2 separate regions of the Macaca mulatta genome follow, and region 1 is linked to region 2. Evidence: chromatin contacts called from public Hi-C data. All regions are on one chromosome and are shown on one strand. Each heading gives the region's core, a stretch centred on a gene start, on an enhancer-like site or on the middle of the called end of the contact. The rest is flanking DNA. Distances are from core to core; before and after follow the strand shown. Region 1 holds the start of C19H19orf12 (chromosome 19 C19orf12 homolog). Region 2 holds the start of POP4 (POP4 homolog, ribonuclease P/MRP subunit).

Evidence for each region. Hi-C and Micro-C count contacts between places; a contact is called where the count stands out from the background.
Region 1: a contact with region 2 is called in a Hi-C map of cortical neurons, with 5 times the contacts expected there. The contact joins the promoter of C19H19orf12 here to the promoter of POP4 in region 2. A contact is called at or near these places in 9 of 14 Hi-C or Micro-C datasets (CD4 T cells, blood, cortical neurons and 5 more).

What each region holds. Positions count from the first base shown.
Region 1 is chr19:40,988,409-40,994,303 of T2T-MMU8v2.0, forward strand. It overlaps C19H19orf12 (chromosome 19 C19orf12 homolog), which reads right to left and starts at 3,098. Exons shown (of 3, transcript XM_077978046.1): 1 at 2,974-3,098. LOC144337085 reads left to right here. Exons shown (of 4, transcript XM_077979908.1): 3 at 2,084-4,489. The coding sequence ends at 2,864.
Region 2 is chr19:40,879,216-40,885,141 of T2T-MMU8v2.0, forward strand. It overlaps POP4 (POP4 homolog, ribonuclease P/MRP subunit), which reads left to right and starts at 1,851. Exons shown (of 6, transcript XM_077978031.1): 1 at 1,851-1,893; 2 at 5,882-5,926.

The DNA.
Region 1 (5,895 bases), core at 1,848-4,347, 110 kb after region 2:
AATGACAGGGAAGTGGGTGAGGAGGGAGGATGGGGACAGACCTCAGGGGGTGGGAGTGTGGCTCCCCCCTCTCCACTGTATCACACCTATTTCACACTCAGATTTGCCCACATACCAGGCCCTGATCACAGGAAGCCCATCTGCCAGCCACAGGGAAGGCAAATGACAACTTGAAGCCCCGCTTTCTTGCAGGTGCCCAGGCTGCTCTGAGAGGTACAGAAAGATGGAGACAAGCCCATCCCACCGACAGCAGCCTAGCTTTCTGAGTTTGGACCAGATTGTAAGAGATGAGGGAGAGGAAGACTCTCTCTACTCCAAGTACCCTGTTCTTTAACAAAAAATTAGGTCTGGCTCTTGTCAACATTGACCTCCCACCTCTCCATACCCCAGCGCAAAGGCAGTAGGTGGATCCCACTAGCAAACATTTTTAGATTAGCTCATAGTTGTTTTTTAAAAACAAATTAGTTGCCAATATTTTAAAATCAGGAGATTTTGCGTGCACCTCTGATTCCTGATTTCTCCTGAAAAACCAGAAGACCAGATCACATTGGACCTGCCATTCTGTGTAGCAATGGAGGCCAGGGCTGAGCAGGGGCCATCCGCTGCCCACCCCCATACAGCAGGGCCCTGCCCTCTCTACCCCAGCCCCTCCTGGCAGCATGCACCTTACCTACCTACTTGATCCATAAACAGGTCACTTCAAAGCTTCTCCAAGTATCCCTATTTCTTTCTTTCTCTTTCTCTCTCTCTTTCCTTTCCTTTCTTTCTTTCCTTTTCTTTTCTTTCCTTCTTTTCCTTTCTCTTTCTCTCTCTTTCGTTCTCTTTCTTTCCATCTTTCCCTCCCCCCTTCCTTCCTGCATTTTTTTTTCTCCCTAGAAACGCAGTCTCCCTATGTTGCCTAGGCTGGTCGGGAACTGGCCTCAAGCAATTCTTCAGCCTGGGCCTCCTGAGTAGCTGGAACTACAGGTGCTATTTCAAGATGGTGAAACCCCAACTCTACTAAAAAATACAAAAATTGGTCAGGCGCGGTGGCTCACGTCTGTAATCCCAGCACTGTAGAAGGCCGAGGCAGGTGGATCACAAGGTCAGGAGTTTGAGACTAGCCCGGCCAAGATGGTGAAACCCCGTCTCTACTAAAAAAAAAAAAAAAAAAATAGCCAGGCATGGTGGTGTCGCCTGTAATCCCAGCTACTCAGGAGGCTCAGAGGCAGGGGAATTGCTTGAACGAGGGAGGTGGAAGTTGCAGTGAGCTGAGATGGCGCCACTGCACTCCAGCCTGGGTAACAGAGCGAGACTCTGTCTCAAAAAAAAAAAGAAATTAGCCGGGTGTGGGGGCGGGTGTCTGTAATCCCAGTTACTCGAGAGGCTGAGGCAGGAGAATCGTTTAAACCCGGGAGGTGGAGGTTGCCGTGAACCGAGATCGCGCCATTGCACTCCAGCCTGGACAACAGAGCAAGACTGTCACAAACAGACAAACTCAACAAACTACCTGTCACCCCCAAAACTAATCTCACCTCCTAAATCATTAATGGCCCTTCCTGACCAAATCTAAACTAGCGCCCAGATCTTCTTCCCATATGGCTCAGCCAGCTCTGCTGCCCCACAGGTGTCCTGTCAGGATCCACTTCATATTTATAATACCTAGTACCCCACCCCCAGCCCCGCCCCTGCCCCACCAGCCACCACCTCTCTACCCCACGGCTACCCATCACATTCTGCACCCCACCCCCGCCTTCTCCGCCCCCCACCCATCACATCCTCCACCCCACCCCCGCCAAACCCACATCCCCCACTCCACCCACCACCCCACCCAACCTCACCCACTCCCACCACGTCCACCACTCGCACCCCACCCCCACCCACCACACCCACGCCTACGCCACTACTGGGTGACACCAAGCCAGGGCCTGGGACTCTAGTCCCAGCTCTGCTGCTTACTTGTGTCACTTCAGCCTCTCCATGCCTCAGTTTCTCCATAGGGACAATGACTACAATAACAGTGTCCATCCCGGCACTGGGAGGGCCGGGCTCCTGGCAGGGCGGGGACCCCCCCCGCGACCCCTAGACGCTCCCGGGCCTCCAGGCCTGTTCTTGGGGTGCCCCCTCCCCTCGCGGGGCGCGGCCTGGAAGGCGCCCCGCCCCGGCTCCGGGCGCACCTTTACCTGGGGGAGCCGAGGCCTGCGGGGCGCGCTCGGCGATCAGAGGCGGCTGCGGACCGGGCCTGGTTGGCCCCCGGCTCCCCGCCCGGCTCCCCGGCCCCGGCCCCGGCCCCGCGGAGGGTCGCGCAGGCCTTGGTGGCGGCCCCGGCGCTGGCCCCGCCCTGCCTCCCGCCTTCCGGCTGCGCCGGGCCTTCCGGGAAGCCACGCGCCGGGCCGGCTTCTGGCTACGAGTTGCGCACGGCCTTAGGGGGACCCAGGGGTCGCGGCTGGGCACCCCCTCCCCGGTCCCGGCCCACCCCGCCGCTGACACCGGGGCCCTGGCTTGGGTTACGGGTGAAGCACCGAGACGAGGCGCCCGGAGAGGAGTCCCGGGGACTGCAAGGCCGCGCTCCCGCAGGCCCAGCCCTGCCCTTCTCCCTTGCGCACGCACGATCAGATCCGGGCCCCGCGCACCTGCCTCCAGGACCGCGGGGACCTCCCGGAGACCTCCCTCCCTTTGGCCTGGAGGACCCCTTCCTCCCCGCAGTCTGGGCGCGGAAGAGAGCTCAGGGGCATCTGGAGGTCAAGGGTGCTGTGTCAATATTTGGTGAATGTGTGGGCCGAAGCCAGATTTCCGCTGTTCCAGAGCTGCTCTGGAGCCTCTGGGTCTGGGGGTTGCACAAGGAGAAGCAGGCTAGGCGGGACCGTAATTCCAGCTGCCAGTGAGGCTGAGGAGGGAGGATTGCTTGAGCCCAGCAGTCCGAGCGTGGGCAACACAGTGACATCCCATCTCTACAAATAATAATAAAAGTTAGGCCGGGTGGGTGACTCATACCTGTGATCTCAGCATTTTGGGAAGCTGAAGCAGGAGGATTGCTTGAGCCCGGGAGTTCGAGGCTGCAGTGAACCATGATTGCACCCCTGCACTCCAGTCTGGGAGACAGAGTGAGACCGTCTCTTAAAAAAAGAAAAAAGGAAAAGAACTGCCTTTGCTCCTAGGATTCTTGGATGGGGGCCAAAGCTGAGGCTAGGCAGCCTCTTAGGAAGGTGCAAAGGGCATGAGGCTGGGGTTGCAGAACTGCCCAGGAATACTACTGTATTGAGACCTATGGAAAGCTGTCCCCACTCTTGTCATGCAAGGTCTGGTCTTGAAACATCTCAAATCCAAAAGCGGCTTCTGGGGGGCTCTCTATAGAGAATTAATCCTAACAGGAACCCTGCAAAGCAGGCATGGTTGTCATTGCTGTATTACAGACGGGAAGCTCTAAACACAGGCTGCTCTGCCCAAGGCCACCCTGGTTAGAAAATTTCAGGGCCCAGACTCCAGCCGGGGTCTCGGTAGCTCAAAGCCTCTGTCTGTGACCAGCACTCTGCCTGCTTTCCAGGGTGCTGTGGGCACCCAGAGGACGGACCCTTTTCCATTCTTAAAAGAATGGAACAAAGGCTGTTAATAGCAAGCTTCCCCAGGCCTTGGCTGGGGTAAAACAACGCCATTTATTCCTGAATCAGAGCTTTTGCTTGAGTTTGGGTGACCTTCAAGAAGGAAAGTGAACTGAGGCCAGGGGAACTCAGCCTGCTGCCTTCCTGGGACCTGAGTGCGGCGCTCCCGTTTCTCTGCAGGCAGCTCCCTCTGGCGGCACATTGCAGAACTGGCCTGCAGACTCCTCCCCCAGAGATAGTGGGGAGAGGGCCCGAGCAGCGAAAGATGCTGGGAGTGAAAGAAGCTTCAAAGTCCAGGCCCTCCAGAGAAGGCACGCATGTAAGAAGTTCATGCAGCCGAGCGCGGTGGCTCACACCTGTAATCACAGCACTTTGGGAGGCCGAGGCGGGCAGATCACCTGAGGCCAGGACTTTGAGACCAGCCTGGGCAACATGGTGAAACCCCATCTGCACTAAACATGGAAAAATGAGCCAGACATGGTGGTGCACGCCTGTAGTCCCAGCTACTCGGGAGGTTGAGGCAGGAGAATCGCTTGGACCCGGGAGATGGAGGTTGCAGTGCGCCGAGATCGCGCCATTGCATGCAAGTCTGCAACCCATCAGCCTCCTGGGCCTCATTCTGATACGAATACAGGCATAACATGACCGCACACTCTGAACCCCAGAGATGGAGCACACGGTGCCTCATGCTCCTAAAGGCAGCTGGGGCCTCCTGCACAGTAAGCAAGGCGTGCAGTGGGGTGACCATGATGGCGCAGAAATGACACTGGCCCAGCACACAGCGATGCTTTAGGCTGCTTACAGTGACCGAGGGAAAGTTCTTCCACGTCTCCGTGCCTCAGTTTCCTCATCTGGGAAATGGCAACAAGAGTAGTGCTTATCCTATAGGATTGTTCTGAACATAAAAGGAGGTAATATGTATGAATCTAGATTATTCTTGTTTACATTACAGAATGTGAAAATGAGCGGCTTCTCCAAAGTCCCAAATATGAGCCTCGTGGGCCCAAGGTAGTGGGAAATCCAGTTCTATCCCCACCTTGACAAAACACTGTCTTGCCGATGGGCCCAGTGATGCCCTAGGGTGCTAGGTGGTGTTCACACAGCCAGCCAGAGTCAAAACTCAGACGGGGCCCCTGAGGCCAGCGTTCTATGCCCTCACTTTCTCCCAAGGCTGAGTACACCAGCTCCTAAAAATTCCATGGCTCCTTCAGGTTAAAGCCACCTACCTAGACCAGGGCTGGATGATCCACCATGTGGGCCACACCCAAAAACCCTGTAGCTTCTTTTGTTGTTTCTTTTGGTTGTTATTCTGAGACAGGAGTCTCCTCTGTTGCCTAGGCTGGAGTATAGTGGTGTAATCTCAGCTCACTGCAACCCCCACCTCCCGGGTTCAAGTGATTCTCATGCCTTAGTCACCCGAATAGCTGGGATTACAGGTGTGCACCACCATGCCTAGCTAATTTTTATGTTTTCAGTAGAGACAGGGTTTCACCATGTTGGTAAGGCTGGTCTCGAACTCCTGACCTCAGGTGATCCGCCCACCTTAGCCTCCCAAAGTGTTGGGATTATAGGCGTGAGCTACTGCACCCAGCCCAAACTTCTCTCTTCTAATAGTCATATTGGATTAAGAGCCCTCCCTAATAACTTCATTTTAACTTGATTACATCTGCAAAGACCCTATTTCCAAATAAGGTCACGTTCCCAGTGATGGGGTTAGGACTTCAACACATCTTTATACAATTCAAACCTTAATACCAGCTGTCTTAATCTGTTTTCTGCTGCTATAACAGAATGCCACTGACTGAGTAATTTTTAAAGAGAATATATTTATTTGGCTCATAGTTCTGGAGGCTGGAAGTTCCAAGATCCAGCGGACACATCTGGTGTGGGCCTTCTTGTTACATGATAAGATGGCAGAAGGTATCACATAAAGAGGGAGCATGAGAGAGGGAAGAGGGCTGCCCTAATCCCTTTATCAAGAGCCCACTTCTGTGATCACAGCATTAATCCATGCATGAGGGCAAAGCCCTCATGACTTCACGACTGCTGAAAGGTTCTCCTAGCAATTTGGGAGGCCAAGGCCAGCAGATCACCTGAGGTCAGGACTTTGAGACCAGCCAGGCCAACATGGCAAAACCCCATCTCTATTAAAAATTAAAAAATTAGCTGGCCATGGAGGCACATGCCTGTAATCCTGCCTACTCAGGAGGCTGAGGCAGGAGAATCTTTTGAACTCTGGAGGCGGAGGTTGCAGTGAACCAAGAAAGCGCCATTGCACCACAGCCTGGGTAACAGAGTGAGATTCCATCTCAAAATA
Region 2 (5,926 bases), core at 601-3,100:
AGGAATCAACTGGAAGTTAAGAGTCCTAATAACCCCAGAAAAAAACTTTCAAAGACAGAGGTCTTCTCATTCATCCATAATCACAGAGGTCTTGCCCAAAAAGCCCCCCCTTGAATATACAGCTCTGAAATTGGCTAACACCTTCTGCTGTCTCATTCGATTTTAAAGTTCACATCTGTGAAGGGCTCTATTGTAAAACATGGTGACTACAGTTAATAACAGTGAATTACAGTTAATAACCTGAATTTCACTGAGAGTAGGTTTGAAGTGTTATCATCACAAAATGTGTATTAGCATTGCTCTTAGCTCATTTAGCCACTACACAATGTATACACATTTCAAAACATACTGCATACCATAAATACATACAATTCTTACTTGTTAATTTTTAAAATAATAAAAGTTCTCATTTGGTAGTTCACGTTATCGGTCCCACAAATTACAATTTTCAGACATCTGCAAAGGCAGCATGTTTTGGTTTAAATGTTGTATTTCTCAATTTTATACATATAAAATAAATGCATAAGTGTATTACATATTCAAAAACTAATATGTAAATTTTATATATATAAAGTCAATGCGCTGGGGGTCACTGGGATGAACGAATTTCAGTGCCTGCAGTCTCATGTTTAAAATCAAAATGGTACAAGGTAACCACCAAAGAAACTGTAAGCCAATGTTTCTCAAACTCAAACCCTTGGACATACTCCCAGAATCCCCTGTAAAGAAATGTATACTGTACTCAAAGTTGAGAACCACACAGGGACCATTTTGCTTTTCTCTCCCACCCAGCACAGGCCCAGTGCTCAGCAGAAATTGGGGTACCACGGTTCTGCCCAGCACTGGGTCACTCCTGAGAAGTCTGCACCAGGCCCTCCTGCACCTTTCCACTGAGCAATGGGGTATCTTTTTTATTTATTTATTTATTTATTTATTTATTTATTTATTTATTTATTTATTGGAGACAGGGTCTCACTCTGTTGCCCAGGCTGGAGTGGCATGATCCAGGCTCACTGTAGCCCTGAACTTCTTGGGCTCAAGTGATCCTCCCATCTCAGATACCCGAGTAGTTGGGACTACAGGCACGAGCCACCACGCCTGGATAACCTTTTTTTAAATGTTTTGTAGAGATGGGGGACTCCCGATGTTGCCCAGGCTGGTCTCGAACTCCTGGGTTCAAGAGCTCCTCCCGCCTGCGCCTCCCACGGTGTGAGCCACCTTTGATCTTATTGCTATGATTTTTTTATTGATAAAAACTAATATTCTGAGTCTCAAGAAAGCGTCTTGAAACCATCAAAGGGACCCAGGAGGCGCATCATCACCTGTGCGGCCGACCCCATTCACAGCACAGACTGCAAGTGAGGCTTAAGAGATGGGAAGTGCCCTAAGCGAGGTTAAACAGCTAGTCAGCAGCAGACACGGCACTAGAACCTAAGCCTGCTGTCCCAGCTTCGGTGCCCGTGCCCACAGCGGAAGCTGCCGCGGCTCATCCGTAAGAGCGCTGATTAGGGACGACAAAGACGTCATCCCACCGTCCCAGTCCCATTTCCGCCCTCCCAAGTCCCCAACCTTCCAGTCCTCTCCAAGTCGCCTCGCCTCACTCCGCTCTGGACCTTCAAAAGCATTCCACATGCCTTTACCCCAACCCTACTGACTGTCCCGCAAAAAGATGCAAGCGGAAAAGGCCCCAAGAAGCGACTCACGCCTCCCCACTGCTCCCCGACACCCGCTAAGACGCTCTCAGTCGCCCAATCCCTATCCAAGCGCATGCGCCCCCGAGGTGGGCGAGTGTCGGTGATGTCACGCACAGCGCCATCTCTGATATCCGAGAGTCTGCGACAGCAACTGCCAGTGCGTCATCAGAGCGCGCCGGAAGCGGTCCGAGAATGAAGAGTAAGCGGGGCCGGGAAGTTAGAGAGGGTTGGGGATGTTAAGGGTCGGGGTCCTGGTGCTGGTGGGTGAAATGGGTCCGGGCTGCCTGTCGCTGCGGAGTTCTAAAGAACCGCTACAGGAATGGGCCCACCCTACATAAAAACTGAGGGCTGGAACACGGGTTAGCCTGGCTCGACCTCTGAGCTAGGGAGGGATGTCAGGGCTGGAGTCAGGTTCTCCCGGGGGCTGCTCAGTGGTGTGCGATGCTAGAGGAGGGTTCCAGGCCTTGGCCCAACTTGGCCACTACCTCCCGGGGTGACCGCAGTCAAGACCCTGCTCCTTTCTGCGAGCTGGTTTCACACTCTTATCTGATGCAACGCGCCGAGAGCTGCTGGGGAATGATATCACTAACCCAGAGCTTTGGGACTTAGGGGTAGAAGACATGTGCCAAGGAGGGACGTGTAGTCACCGTTAAGACTGGGCCTTCGATCAGAATTTTGATTTTTCACCTCTGCCACTTTGTACCTATATGATCAAGTAGATTGTCTCAGCATGTCGGAGCTTCAATTTGCTCATGGGCACAAGTGTGATGGGAAAAAATATGTCTACCTTTTAATGAGGTTTCTGGCGAGTAATGAGTGTTCAGTAATTGTTAGATGTGTATTGTTGCAGAAAGACTTCCAAGTCTGTTACTAAGCACCTGTAACAGGTGAAGCAAAGTTATCAGGCCCCTCAAGTTGCTCTCTACAGTTTATAATCCCCAACTTCCGCTTGAGGGAGAACTAGATGCTGTATATAAAACTTGCAGCCACATTGGTTTGCTTGATCAAACATACCTGGCTGGGTGTGGTGGGACACGACTATAGTCCTTTGGGAGGCTGAGGCAGGGAGATCACTTGAGGTCAAGAGTTGAAGACCAGCTTGGGCAGCAACATAGTGAGACCCCATCTCTACAAAACCTGGAAAGAAAAAAAAAAAAAAGCCAGGTGTGGTGGCACACACCTGTGGTCCCAGCTACTCAGGAGACTGAGGTGGGAGGATCACTTGAAACCAGGAGGTCGAAGTTGCAGTGAGCTATGATTGTGCCACTGCACTCCAGCCTGGGCAACAGAGAAAGACCCAATATCAAAACAAACAAGAACGAAAAAAAACTTGTAACCACCTTGCATCAGACATTCTCAGGGAAGTACAAGAGAGCTGGAATTAAATTTACAGAGTATAGTGTAAATTACATTTTCTAGCTATTTAGCTCATAAACCAGGCCTTAGTAGTCCCATTCTTACTCCATTCACACCTGTACTGTGTCTCCAGTGCCATGGTTTTCTTCTTTCAATAAATTAAGAAACAGAAGTGTGGAATTTGTTTTAGAGGTTGAAACTTTATTGACTGATGTATATTTTGAGTTTAAAGGAAGAACTGTTGTATTTCATCAGTTCAGGACACCCTTGATTATATGATACATTATAATTTCATATTAAAATGTGAAGAATCTTTTTAAACATCTTACAGTTAACAAAACCTATTTCTAACCATCTACATCCTAGACAGCTATATCATATAACTTTTAAATGAGTTACCTCGTTAGCAAGGGCTCGGGCTTCTAACTTGGGATACTTTAAACCAGTGCAACTCAAAATGTGATCCCCTGACCTGCAGTAGCATCTGGGAATATGTTAGACACTCAGGATCTAGGGTAGGAGACCAATAATCTGCATTTTAATAAGATCCCAGAGATTTTTCCACACGTTAAATTTTGAGAAGCACTCTTTTTAAACCATGAGCTTGAAACTTCTAGCATAGATGTGGCCAGAGGGTGGGATAAGAGGCATCCAAGAAAGCTTGCTCTTCTTACCAACCTGATCTCCTATCTCTGAATATGAATAAGCATATGTTATAAGTGTAGTTCTTTTACTTTTTTTTTTTGGAGACAGAGTCTCTGTCACCCAGGCTAGAGTGCAATGGCACGATCTCGGCTCATTGCAGCCTCCACCTCCCAGGTTCCAGCGATTCTTTTGCCTCAGTCTCCCATGTAGCTGGGAATACAGGTGTGAGCCACCACCTCCGGCTAATTTTTGTATTTTTAGTAGAGACGGGGTTTCACCACGTTGGCCAAGCTGGTCTCGAACTCCTGACCTTGGGTGATCCACCCGCCTTGGCCTCCCAAAGTGCTAGGACTACAGGTGTGAGCCATGCATCCAGCGGTGTAATTATTTTCATAGTTAGAGAAGTCTTGGGTCTTACAGCCATACCCAACAAGAATTGATCATTTCTTGTTTTTAATCCTCTAGGTGTGATCTATCATGCATTGTCTCAGAAAGAGGCGAAAGACTCTGATGTCCAGGTCAGTTCTTGGCAGGAGGTCCAGGAGCAACACAGGTGATGGCAAAGATGGCTCAGTAGCTTCTGAGCCCCTGTCACTGGTTGAGATGTCGATACCCACATTGTACTCCTCATTTTTCTGGCAGACATCTAAGGCTGGATCAAAGTCTGTAGTTCTGATGACCTGTTCCCACTTGCCGGCCTCCTTTTCTGTTGTGCCAAAGTCACGTTTGGTAAAATGAGGCTTTTCTTAACCTTTTATCATTTCCACTATGTTGGGGACACCAGGCTGTGCCCATGTGGTGAGCAGCATCATTCAACCTTGTCACTGTGCCCTCTGCACTTCTGCAGAAGGTGTGCAATTACATATCATAAGTGAAATTTACAGATTATATCTGGATGCCTCAGCCTGCTTTGTCAGTTTCACAAAAGTTCCTCTTGTAGCTCATAGTGAGAGCATTACCTTGAAAGCAAGATTTTGAAAGACCAGTATGCCTTTATTTTGCTTCTCCATGAAAGACGAGCCACTCAGGTATTTAAGAGAATCAGATTATTGTCCTATTATAGTCACAATGATTAGAGTGAATTAATTTTTAGTTAGCATCTACAGGTGCAAAACTGAACAGAGTTCCCACCATCATACTGTGAGCTCCCTCGAAGACTATGTGTACCCTATCTTCCCATTGCTCTCCCACAGAGGGAGGGCTGGGTTACTAATGACAGATCAGCATCAGTCTGTCAGCCTCAGTCTTAGCATTTGGCACCTGGCTAGTGTAAAAAGCTCAGGAAACAGCCCAGCCAGGAGACAGGCCCTCAGGAGAGAGAACTGCCCAGGGCTGTGGCAGGCGCCAGGGCAGTGGCATCTGCCACCAAATGAGGAATCCATTATTGGAACTCCAACTTGAGAGGTAGTGAGCTTGGAGGTTTTTGTCTGTTTGTTTGAGAATTGCACACAATTATGACAGTCATTTTTTCAGAAGTCCTCTCTAAGAGCCTACGCTCATTCATGGTAAGTTGACGCCCGGCTCTCAGTGACGCCCTTTGGAGAGAGAGAGAGTCTGGGGCCTGAGATGCTCTTGACGGTACTTTCCTCCAAGTGATGGTCTGCGGGGCAGGAGCGGACCTCTTGGAGAGTAGCCCACACCATGCCCACATTGCTGGAAGCCCAGTTAAGGAGTATTGTCCTAAGGGCACAGTGTCAGGGTCCCTACCCCCTGAGGCTTGGCTGACCCTGGAGCCCTAGTTTTGCTGTTTTCTGTAGTGTTAGAATCAGTTCCTCCATAGCTTAGTGCTACTCTGAGCTCACTTAGTTTCATCTGGTCATGCCTGGTTGAATATCTTTGTTACACATTTCTCAAGCTTTCTCTTCTGCCAAGAGTGACTGAAGTATTCTTCCAGATAGAAAGGTTTTAGTCCTCAGCAGAATAACCTCAGAAAAGCAGGGCCAGAGCAGGAAGTGAGCGTTTGACATGCTGTTGTGTGTGACAAACGGTCATGAATTTGTGTATGAGTGTGACTTACATCTCGGCAACTGTGGGTAGCAGACACATGGCAGATGAGCGGGGTGTGAGCCTCAGTGGGTGGAGGGATGGGCCCCATCTGCTCTCCCAGTAGCTGCGGGCGGGATGCCTGGGATCCTGGGCTGCCCAGACCAGAGCAGTGAGCGCTGCACCCCCTTGTCCGCCTGCAGCCTCCAGGAGCACAGCGGGCCGAGGCCTTCGTGAGGGCCTTCCTG